Regions from separate parts of the Drosophila melanogaster genome. Here region 1 is linked to region 2. The links are chromatin contacts, called in public Hi-C maps. All regions are on one chromosome and are shown on one strand. The core of a region is the stretch at or near the end of the contact, and the rest is flanking DNA. Distances in the headings are between cores, read along the strand shown. Region 1 holds the start of lncRNA:CR44363 (long non-coding RNA:CR44363). Region 2 holds the start of lncRNA:CR45251 (long non-coding RNA:CR45251).

Region 1 (5,721 bases), core at 1,757-4,256, 56 kb before region 2:
ACCGATGACTGATAAATGATTCATGAGCCGCTGCTTTGTGCGTTTATTGTATAAGTTAAGTCATTATTGGTCTCTCTTCGAAGTTGGGGAATTGGATTTGATCTATAAACACAAGCGAGTGAGTTAGTCATGAGATGATGTCAACGCTAATGGAGTGATTTGGTCGGGAATCGAAAATGGAATTCAAACTTTCAAATTTAACTGTAACATACTAAAGATATACATTATTTAATTCATCGGTTACTTAAATCATATTTAACTAAACAAGTTAACATTTCTGTGTAACGTAGGTGTTTTTCGCCATTCAAAACAAGGAAAAATTATGATAAGTGGTTGCCAGTTGGAGGCAATGTATCAACTGCCATCTGGCGGAAAAGCTGAGCTAAGTAGTCGTCCAAGTTAATGGATAACCCAGCTTATGCAACCCAATTTCGCTGCGCCTGTACCTAACACATAAAAACAATGGCATAAATCTTGAGAAAAAAGGGAGAGTCGCGCCTTGAGTTTGTTTTCAATAAATTTTCGAGGAAATGGCCGCCAAGCAAATTCAACACCCGAACACAAGTGTAATTAATATTTCAGACCTGAGCATTTATCAAAGAAAAAACTAACCAAATTTTGGAAAGTTGCCTCCGTCCAAACACAGAGCCCAAACAATTAATGGCACACTCTAACTTTTGAGACCCTCGGGTCCCAAAAAAAGCAAGACAATAAAACCTAAATCTTCACTTTTGGGGGCGGGGTGCCTCGTAAATGGAGGCGTTGTCCCAGCCCAAAAGAAAAGCCAAACTCGAGCTGATAGACAATCGCGGTGGACCGCAAAACACGGTAGCCAACTCCACACCCAGTCTCCTCCCGAATGCATCCATATGTTGAGACTCCGATCGAAGGCATGGACCCATCGAAGTGGGCCGTGATTAGTGTAGCAATCATAAACTGACCAACTCAAGGGTGAGGCCTGCGGTTGCCCCGATATTAAGTTCACTTTTCGAGTGATTTACGAGCGGATTCGGATGCAGATGCGATGCCCTGCTCCAAAAAACGTCGGTTAGGTTGCCTAAAAATGCCTTAAAAAATTATTTTAAAAAATACATTTGTGTCAAGAATTGAATCACTAAAAATATTCATTAAAATCTTATTTGTAAAAATATTTTAAGATTTCTGAACAATATAAATATGGTGCTGCAAGTACTGCCCTGGTTTTTGTCTCTACTTAAACTTAAGTGCGTTATTTATTGACCCTGCCATTGGAAGAGTGAATAGATTTCCATAACTTCCCCTTGGATTATTTTCCATTACCTTTGGATGGACGCTGTTTTTCCCCTTTAGGTTGTTTTTACTGTGCTTGCCTGCGGTTGGGCCAAAGCAAACAACCTCACCTTGCACGACATAGGCGGCACAGAAAACAGCACAATCACAAATCGGGACGGGTTGCCCTAACAAATTGAAGAGATTTCCATTTGCAGGGCCTTCGAAAAACCCCACGGGGTCCGCAATTACGGACCCGCAACAGAAACCGACCGAGAACCAATAACACATCAGTTTCAATTCGGTCAGCTGGTCATTTATCTGTCGGTGTCTGAGGAATATGGATTCGAGAATCGAGAATCAAGAATCGAGAGTCAAGAATCGAGAGTCGAGGGCTCATACTCATACCCGTACTCGAGCTCGTATATCTTTAAGGGCATATTCATCAGTCATTCGTGATAAAATCGGTGAGCACTCACACCGGGACACAAGTTCTTTTCGATTTTCGGCCTGAGTCTGAGCTGTGAGTCTCTGGGTCTTGAGGCACGGCTCCGTCTGGTCTTTTGTCCGGCTCTTCGAGTTCGTCTTCACCTTCGACTGGCTACAAGACGCAGAGTCATTTAGTTAAGTGGCAGTTGATTGGAACCAGTCGGTCTCGGACGAGCGAGAGTTGTGTCCCCTTTAAGTCGCTGGCTTTGTGTTTTCTGCCCACAGATTTACACTAGCAGTTTAGCATAATAATTTCGGGTCCAGCTGAGCCATAGAGTGTGTATCTACGAAGTGGTCTATGCTATTCCGCTGAGTATCGCCAGTTGCCCAAAATTGCTGTCATTAATGAGTTACAGATATTACACTTTTATAGCCGACAGACACGCTTATCCACTCTAATCGTGTCTGTCTATTGATTCGTTGTAGTTTGGTCTGAAGACCCCAGACCTAAGACTTAAGACCCAATCTCCAATACCCAATCCAATACAGAAAACCGAAAACCAAACCACTTCCACCAACCGCTTTTCTGACCCGACTCTTTCTTTCGGCTACTGTTTGTTAATGATGACTTTTGCTCTTGTTTTCTTCTTTTTTTTTTTTTTATTCTTCACCATCGCTGCAGCTATTGTTAAGTAAATGGCTTGCAAGCAAAGCCCTCGTCATCATGCACAGTGGGTCTTGTCTTTTGGGAATATTTATTGAAAAGTTTCTTAGCCTAAAGATCTTTGAGATCTCTTAAAAATAAATACCAATATGATATATATTTTTGTAAATGCATGCATTCTATGTCGAACGATTACTATTTTTCGGAGTGCTTTTAGTGTAACATGTAACCACTGTGCACCGTCATCGCCCATCATCATCATCAACAACATCTTCGTCACCCGTCATCGAAATGGAGCCCAGACTCGAGCTCAAGCTGGAGCGCTCCAATGGCCAAGTCTTTAGCTCTTCAATCGATTTCGTGGCTACTGTTTTTTTCTTTCTAGTTCATCCAATTTTAAGTTTCGTTGCTGTTATTCTCGATTGTTGACTGCCGCCAGTTGTTGTTTTCGCCTTGGGCTGCCGCTTGTCTTCTAATAGGCTTCTTTTTATGCCCCATCGTACCGCTCTGTGTTTTGTTTCGTCTTTGTTGTTGTTTCCTCGGACCGTCTGACTTTCCGCCTGATTGATTTTCAGCTTATGGATCTAGTTACGGGCATTGGTTCTTTAGCCGGTTCGCGCATTATCTACAATGTTGCTGCTGCTTCGGTTGTGGCTGCTGCTGCTGTTGTTGCTGCTGCTGCTGTTGTTGCTGCTGCTGCCTTCGTTACTGATTCCTTTAAATTACTTTAATTGATGGCATGCCGGCAATTGCCCCACCACCAACTGCAGAATCGAAGGGGAATCGCAGAGGGATACGTGGACAGTGGAGCAGGCGAAGCAATCAACTGCGATCCCCAAACCAGAGATCGGGATCCTCAGCTCAATGATTTCTTTTCATCGCTCTGCGATCGCAGGCTGTCGTGCATGAAATCGCTTTGGCACAAAGATTGGATCCACGAATCGTTGGATCGATCGTTGGATCGATCGATGTGCTCCAATTTCGAGCCCCATCTAATGCATCGCTCTGCACAATTTCCAATCTCATTGCAACCCAGCTGATTAAGTGATCTTGTCTAGTTGACTGATTTTCGATTTTGATTTTGCTCATTCTTTTCACATTCGATCAGCATGAATTGACTTAAAGAAAGCTAGAATTATCAACGGTATAATCGGATCTTAATAAATCTTTTCTATCCAATTTGGAGCAATATGAATTTCTCGCGGTAATCATATGCATCAACAGATCTTGTGAAAGGAGGATAGGAGCTTTAGAATTAATTAAGTTATAGTTCTTAATTTAAGAAAGAAAGCATTTCTACATTTCTTATACTAACACATGGAAGTGTAACACTTAAGCAGAAGATGATTTTGAAATCTTAATTTATCAACCTTCGTAACAAAGATACATTCGAAACACTCTGCCTTCCAGGCAAATAATTATCCTAACCGATCTTCTTGTCAAGTTACTGGAACATCTCAAGTTCCCCAACTGGTTTCGATGCTTTCGAGAAAAACAAAATAATAAGATCTCGCTCCACCGGAAAGTTAACCCGTGTCTTTTGTTTTTCAGCTTTTTGTTATTCTGAAAATATTACCTTTTATTCATATGGTGCCTCAGCACAGCGCACAAAGTAGTTTTCCAGCTCATTACACATCTGAATTTCGTATTTTCTGGATTGAAGTCATCGCAAGGACTCATTCACCAGCTGTCAATTTGATGGGTGGTGGCAGGGATGTGAGGAGGATCGATCCTGGCCCAACGTATTCATTTATGCCAGCAAAGTGCGATGTATATATATTGTGGTCGTAAATCAGGACCCCACAACGCTGACACCTTTTTGTCGACAAGTCGACAAGGCATAGCAAAAGTTAATAACATGTAGCCAGCGGCAAAGGGGCACTTCTAATTTGTGCCAATGAAAGGGATAATAAAACTGGATATGGAACTGGAACTGGAATTCGAGGAGGAAGCGGGCCAAAGGACTTGTACCTACTGTACCATTACCACTCGGCAAGGACAATGGCAATGGCAAAGGCAAAGCAAAGGCAGTGCGCATATTGAAACCGGAAATAGTCGAACCAAGTGCCTGGCAACCGACTGACGCACTGACACACATTTCGCAAACAAAGGACAAAGGCCACACTCGCACACTCGCACACACACACACAAAGACACTGGAAAAAGGAGTTGGCAATGCTGCGCATAAAAAAGGGAATTGAGCAAAATAAAAAGCTCAAATAAAATGCTTTGTCCATTCGGCGGCGGGCAGGGAACAAAGCCTAACTAACCGCCTGTGGCGGAACAACCACCCTTAATGGCGGAAGGACATGCAGGACAACCCAGATGCCGCCTGGCAACTGCTCCTGCTGCTGCTGCAAATAAAGTAAAACCAAACAAGGAAGAACCCTCTAATCGAAGAACACGACTGGTAGATACCTGGTAATCACTGTTCCTATGGCAAAAGAATGATGAGCAATAAGTACAAAAGCCACTACTTCTTTGGATCTAAGCAAACTAAATTCAGAATTGGTTGTATAATATATACAGTCGTGTCAAGCCAAAGATGCCACCAGCCTTATATACACCCTCTTCATTCGGAATTCCAGGCATCATAAAAAACACTCACAAGGACCAAAGCAGCCGAAGCAGGAGATCATAATAATGGGAAATCTTGAAGCCAAGGATACGCGGCAGGATACCTGCCAAGTCCTGTTTCCCGAGCCCCAAAGACCAGAACCGGAATGCGTAAGGCGATTGCATCATAAATTCTGTTGATGCGGACCCTAACATACATATACATATACATATATATATATACCTATACACATGTATAAAGTGAATCATCCAACCGAGTCGGTTGAAATGCAAAAGGAATGCCCAACGAAACTAAATAAAAATTAACCCATTTGCATATTATTCAGTGAGCGGGCGAGAAAAGGACTCAGCTTCGGCTGACAGGCGGGCTTATGTTGAGATCCCAAAGATTTTCTAAAAAAAAACGTGCAGAGGTGGTAACATTCAAATAGAAAGGATTCACTAACAAAGCGTAAACTGACATGCACTACATATTTAAATTCGGACACGATTCGGAACATTGAATACTTTTTGCTTGAAAGGCCATTAAAAATTACATTGATGTAGCCAATTTATGATGAGTATGTAAGCATGCATCTAAACTAAAGGACTTATATCCTTAAAATGCTTCCATCTGGAAGAATGCTTCTCATGAAAACAAAATCAAAGTTATAGAGTAATCAAGAATGAACAACCTTATATTTTTTTTCTCAAAGTTTCCAGTCTATCCTTCGCGATCCGAGAAGGGAGTCTGGCACAAAAAAAAAACCAACAAGGTTGGTGGCGTGATTAAGTGATGGACATGTATGGACACATGCAGCGTT
Region 2 (6,039 bases), core at 1,598-4,097:
ATAGTTTTATTGAAAGGGGTCGTACAGAAACATTTAATAAGTAAAGATACAATATATATCTCTAATAACTTGACTAAAAATGTACACAAATACTTTGTACACTTAGTAGCTTATAAAATGATCGTAAAAATGCAGTGAAAAATAATTGTAAAACAATGGTTTTCCAGAGCTACCGCTTTTTGGCCTTGGAACAAACTTGAAAGTTGTCAAAAGCCACAACAATGGCAAGGTCTTCTCAGTACAAATTTGACTGACAAAATCCCACCATGCACTTCATTGAAGGTCGACAGCATAAACCATTTGCATGGCAATTTGAGTTCAGCATTTTTACAATCTGTAAAATACATCGCATCAATGGTTTGCAGAATGAATCAATTTCTATTTCTTACAGGTGTCGTTTGAAATGTTTTCTTTATAATCGAAAACCGTCTATATAATGTAAATTGTAAAAGGTTTCCTATATATTGGCAGTGGGTTCATTAAAACCACAATTCTTGAAAATGCTTTGATTTAATTGAGAAATGGTAAGTGTGCCAAAAAATAAAATGCGTCACGACAAGTGCAAGCAGATGAACACTATAGAGCACAAATTTTTCTCAAAATACTACGGATAAGTTAATATATAATTAAGATTGTACAGATTGAATAGATTGTACAACATATACGTCTCCATATCATAAAAGGTTTGTTTAGTTCCTTGACTAAAAGTTTATACAATAAGGTTTTGCCTGCTGACTAGTGCAGATGGATATATTGCACCCTGTTGACCCTTGGATGACGCTTTTCCTTAAGTACTGAATCTCGTGTGCATGTTAACGAGACTTTCTTAATGTCTCTTTGTGGGCCTTCTCGGTCCATTCCAACACCTACGCTTTTGTGACACATAAATATACATTTCCGAAATTGTTTACTTATTTTTGAATGCCCCTCGGCCAAGGAATTTGTTTGCTGTCGATAACCTACGACGCGATATGTAAACACATTCAATAAATATTCACATTGTGTATCAAGCGTTGCATAATTATGATTAATCAATTACAGAAGATTGCTTAAATAATCGATTTACCATTAGTTCCACTTTTCCCCCACAGAGGGCGGCAATGATCATATAGGGATGGCGCATGCTGATCATTAATTAACCCATAGCAGGGCCTCTTTCAAACGCGATCTTCAGTGGGCCACATAGACATGGTAAAAAAATAGTATAGTTCGCTGTTTGTTTTTTTCTTAGCCCGAACGGCACAGGCATGGAAGACAAAGCTGGTTTACAAAAACAGGCGCCAAACATGGCATACGAATTAATTTGGTTGTTGTATTTAAATGCTCAAAGCAGAAAGTGGGAATCATTTTTTCTCTGCCTTTTTTTTTAATAGATTGCAAACAAAACAAAAATTAACATACGCCCCGATGTGATCGTAAACGTGCCAGTCGTCGAGGCAAGCGGCAAAAAAAAAATACAAAATAGAGAAAAAAATAAAACATTTGTTATTCTTGTGACATCACCATGCAAAGGGGGGCTCTTTTCAAAATAAACAAAACAGACAACGCCAGGGCTACCATCTGATTTGGCAGCCCTGGGAAACAGTAGCAACACTTTGAAGTAGTCTACATGCAAAGAATTTGTAATATTTTTTGAAAACCTTCAAGAAAACAGATGAACAAACATTATCGTTTCAAGCTTATTGCTATACACCACAATAGAAAATAACATTGAAAAAAGGCTGACAATAAAAAATAACATATAGATTTTGAATACTAGAATAACATCTTGAAACTATTTAACATTTTTTTAAATAAATTTAAATTTTAGTATAAGATCTTTTTTTTTTAATGTCAATATGAACCTTTATCTACTCTGCAAATACAAAATTCTAAGAAAATTTAACCATCACTTGAATTTTGGATTTAATTTAATTAATAATCTGATATTTATTAATCAGTGAAATTGACCCAAATATTTTTCGACTGCAAGGGAAGAAGTATACACAAACGATCGCTGGCGAGCGCTCCTTATCTTCGATATGTGTAGCCCCCAGCTTCAAAGACCCAGACCTCGGAGCCCATATACCATGTACATAGCATAGTAGTATACTATACTACAATATATGCATATTAGTATACCAACTCGGCTTGGAGCCCCTAGTCCCGACTCCCAAATAGGCGCAGCTGTGTGCTCGTGTTAGATAAGTCGTCTGCTTCTGGTGTGTGCGGGTATTAATATGCAAATTAGTTGGCGACCAGCGGAGCAACAAACACAACAAAAATATACATAAATAGCAATGGCAACAATAGCAACAATATGATGAGTGATTAAAAGTAATGTGCAGAGGCAAAGTCGAATAGCAAATGCGCCAAATGAGGATCGCACTCGTGCAGTTGACATAAAACTAAGGGGTATAGAAGGGTATATATGTAGAGCACTATTTTTAAATAGTCAGGTAGATAAACCACAACAAAACTTAAATAGATTTTTTATTTTATTTTGAAAAGCAGGGACAAAACAATGTGGTGCAATAAAATATGAAATATAATTGACATGTAATGTTTTTAACATATGTATATGTATGTATAATGGGTGTGTAACACAGCAAGTGCGCTATTGTTTATTTGTTCAAATAAACAAATATTTTCTTTATCACTCAACAGCTGAGATTCCCTTTGATATCCTAAACAATCGCCACTATTAGTGCGCCCCTCTCCTCACCCTCCATTCCATACCACTTCATCTCGCCCCATTTTTATTTCATAGAGACACATACATATCATGCGACGATCGAGTGGTCGCCACATGGGTCTCTCGCTTTGGATCTGGATCTGAATCTCGAATCTGGATCGGATCGTATCGCATCGCATCGCATGGGATCGGTTTGGGGCTCTGGCCCGTCCGCTCGTCTGTCATCCATTTGGCAAACTTCAACAGATTGTTGCGTCTCGTCTCGTTTCGTTTCGTTTCGTCAACAACAAAGCGGTTCGAAAACAATGGACGCCACTCATCGAGTGGGCTGGGGACTCTAAAAAATAAAGCCACGCTGAGCCAATAAAACTATGCTGCTATGACACTAAGCCATACATATCTACGGATTAAAATCATTACAAAATTTAAAATTCAATTATTAATTTTTGTGAGGTAATTAAGGTGGTTGCTGGATTGTATGTAATGGATAACAGCTTCTCAATAAATATATTTATATACATATATTATTTTTCAATGCCACAACGACTCAATTATTCTACTCAGCCCGTGCTAGTGGCTAATAAATTGTTGTTAATATATTTTTTTTTTTTTCATTTAAATTTCTACAAGTTCGTTCGTGTCACGCTGGCAAATCTGACTGATTGCGGGTCTCTCTTCTACTACGCCGCATTCGATGGCGATTGTGGGCCCTGCGTAGGAGGTGTTTGGCGCGTGTGTCGGCATATTGAATAGGTCGACCCCCAGCTTTGGCAAGACAACAAAAAGCGCGATCTATCACCACACCCACCCCCCTCCCCTTTTAGGGGCTCAGCACCCGCGAACGGTGGGGCGTGACAAATTTCCAGCGTTGCCTTTTCGTGTTTTGTTTATAATTTTATCTAATATGCACGGAGCACTTTGGGCTGTCATATGCCCCAATCGACGGATGGATCTACGTTGGCCCCACGAACCGAACCTCTCGAGTCCCCGAGTTTCCCTATCGGTCACCTCTTTTGTTTGTAAACAAAGCGAGCTGATGCCACTTGAATTTGAAATTCATTGGATCGATTTGTGCGACGATTTTGAAATCGCTTTCGAAATTGCTTCGACATTTTCCCAGCTGCGACAGCTGATTTTCTTCCTGGATTGAATGAATTTATGATTATGACAGAGAATGATTTCGAAAATAGAGATTTTTTTGCAATAAGGAAGATTTATATGTTTATGTTATATATAACCGTATGGAAACCTAAAACAAACCATTTTTTTTTTCTGTGCCTACGACCCTCATAGAGGTAATTGAACATCATTAGGCATATAGTAAAGCACACTTAATATGATAAATATGTGTGATTTGCTTCATTTGCATTTTGTGTTTGCTTCTAATTAGATATATTACTATATCTTTTCATCTATATATGTATGTATATATATTTTTTTGAATTTGAATGTGGCTCGCTGAGCTGCGGAGGCCATACAGTTTGGCGCCCGACTCGATCCGCAAATGGAGAGTCCGCATAGAGGTGTTTTTTGATGAAGACAAGGCCAAGATTGGGGCACGTGCCTAGACTAGCATAGTGCCAAGGCCTTCTGATGAGCCAACTCATTTGGGCAACGAAACGGCATTAAATATAATTACAATGCTTTCTTATTTTTAGAGATTACCCAATGTGACAACCTGTGCAGTTTGCACCGATTTTGTCATATTTATACAAAATTCGTTGTAAACAAAGTGATGAGGAGGAAGCTTAGATAAACAGAATTAAATTGTACAGATTTTTGGCTGTGAATAATGCTTGCTTAACTTAAAATGAGAATCGCCATGGCAAACTATTGGCAGACGAAATGGTTTTGTTACTCAAAATTTCTTTGCTTTCAAAGGGATAAGCCACACAATCAGTTGAATAAATAGGTTTCTTTAAATACACACTCGCATTGATTTGCATTCAGCACATTTATCATTAAAAAAAAAACAACAGGCCTTAATGCATGTGCAGATTTTAAGCTTAACAATGGAAATGCGTGAGCGCAAAAATATACAGAAAATAAATACAATAAAATCAAACCAAATTTTATTTGCTCTACTCGTATTTGCAGATGCCGTTCATTCTTCTACTCATTTCCATTCATTCAATTCATTCATTTGCTCATTCATATCGAAAAATCGTTTGGGATATGCTCTTGTTTATTAAAACATGTGCGATTCGCACTGTTGTTTTTCAGCTTTTTCGAGATTCCAGCAATTTTATTTATTTATGCAAAGAATTTTTTGTTTTGAATGCAAATCAAGTATGGGCCAGTGGCAAAATATTCGTTGCGAATCTTTTCACCTTTTACCTTTGCCAGCAAATCGAGTGGAAGGAAATAGTTGGAGCGAACATTAATAACGCGCATAAGTTATTGCACCTGTTGGCAACTTTTGATGGGCAATGAAATACTATGCCAGTTGAATAAAGTTAGTGTTGGCAAGTTGTTTTTAATGCACCACTCTTGCCGAGCAATATTTTTCTAACAGCTAAAACAGCAGAACGATGAAACTTATGTTTTAATGGCAAGCTTAGACACAAGAAAAAAAATATTGGTTCACTCCTATTTGTAGCCTTTTAAAAATATGTGTTATTTTTGAAAGATTTTAAAAAACAACAATACAACAATGCAAAAAATATACGCAGCACACATTACAAGCAATAAGCAAATTGACGTAGTGACGAAGAATTTGAATAAACTTCAAAATTTTAAAAATTACATAATCTTATTTAAAGTTCTTATTTGCCGCTCCCCGATGAGTACTAACATTTTTCCATTGGCTTCTGCCAATATGATATTGTCTCGAATGTGTGCCAAATCTATTAAATTTCAAGCGTTGAAAAACAAACCAGAAAACCACTGGCAGCGGGTGAAAAAAAATCGCAAATTGCGCTTTATTTAAGTACAAAAATAACAAGAAACGCAACGGAATTGAATAGAAGGATGATGGTCGAAGAATGGGGGGGCGTCTGATTCGCGGGGGCGTGGAAGTGGGAGCGGAACAAAAGGCGGGCGGCACTAGAATAAATTTGAAAACCGCACTAAATTTGTTTCTGTTATTTGCGCGCGTCCGAATTTGTCGGTTATATGGGTTCATTCGCACATTGTTGTTGGCGTCCGCCAGGTTTATATGGTACATAACCCGTGGAAAAGTGATGTGGAAGGGGTGGGGGGGGGGGTGGTGTAAGGGTGGGAGGGCAGGTGCAGGACGGATTGAGTAATGGCAAGTTGGAGGGGTTGGGAGGGTAGGAGCGCACAAGATTGCCAGTCTTAACGCCTCAATTCAGATTCTTGTTTACGCGCCGACGTCCAACAATTTTTGCGTCGTCTAATCAAAA

Evidence for each region. Hi-C and Micro-C count contacts between places; a contact is called where the count stands out from the background.
Region 1: a Hi-C map of the Kc167 cell line shows a contact between it and region 2, with 1.6 times the contacts expected there. A contact is called at or near these places in 16 of 107 Hi-C or Micro-C datasets (the Clone 8 cell line, the Kc167 cell line, the Ras3 cell line and 8 more) and 1 of 7 datasets of targeted methods (the Kc167 cell line).

Annotation. Positions count from the first base shown.
Region 1 is chr3L:11,402,820-11,408,540 of dm6, reverse strand. lncRNA:CR44363 (long non-coding RNA:CR44363) reads right to left here and starts at 3,006. Exons shown (of 1, transcript NR_124890.1): 1 at 2,447-3,006.
Region 2 is chr3L:11,346,551-11,352,589 of dm6, reverse strand. It overlaps lncRNA:CR45251 (long non-coding RNA:CR45251), which reads left to right and starts at 2,847. Exons shown (of 1, transcript NR_124887.1): 1 at 2,847-3,195.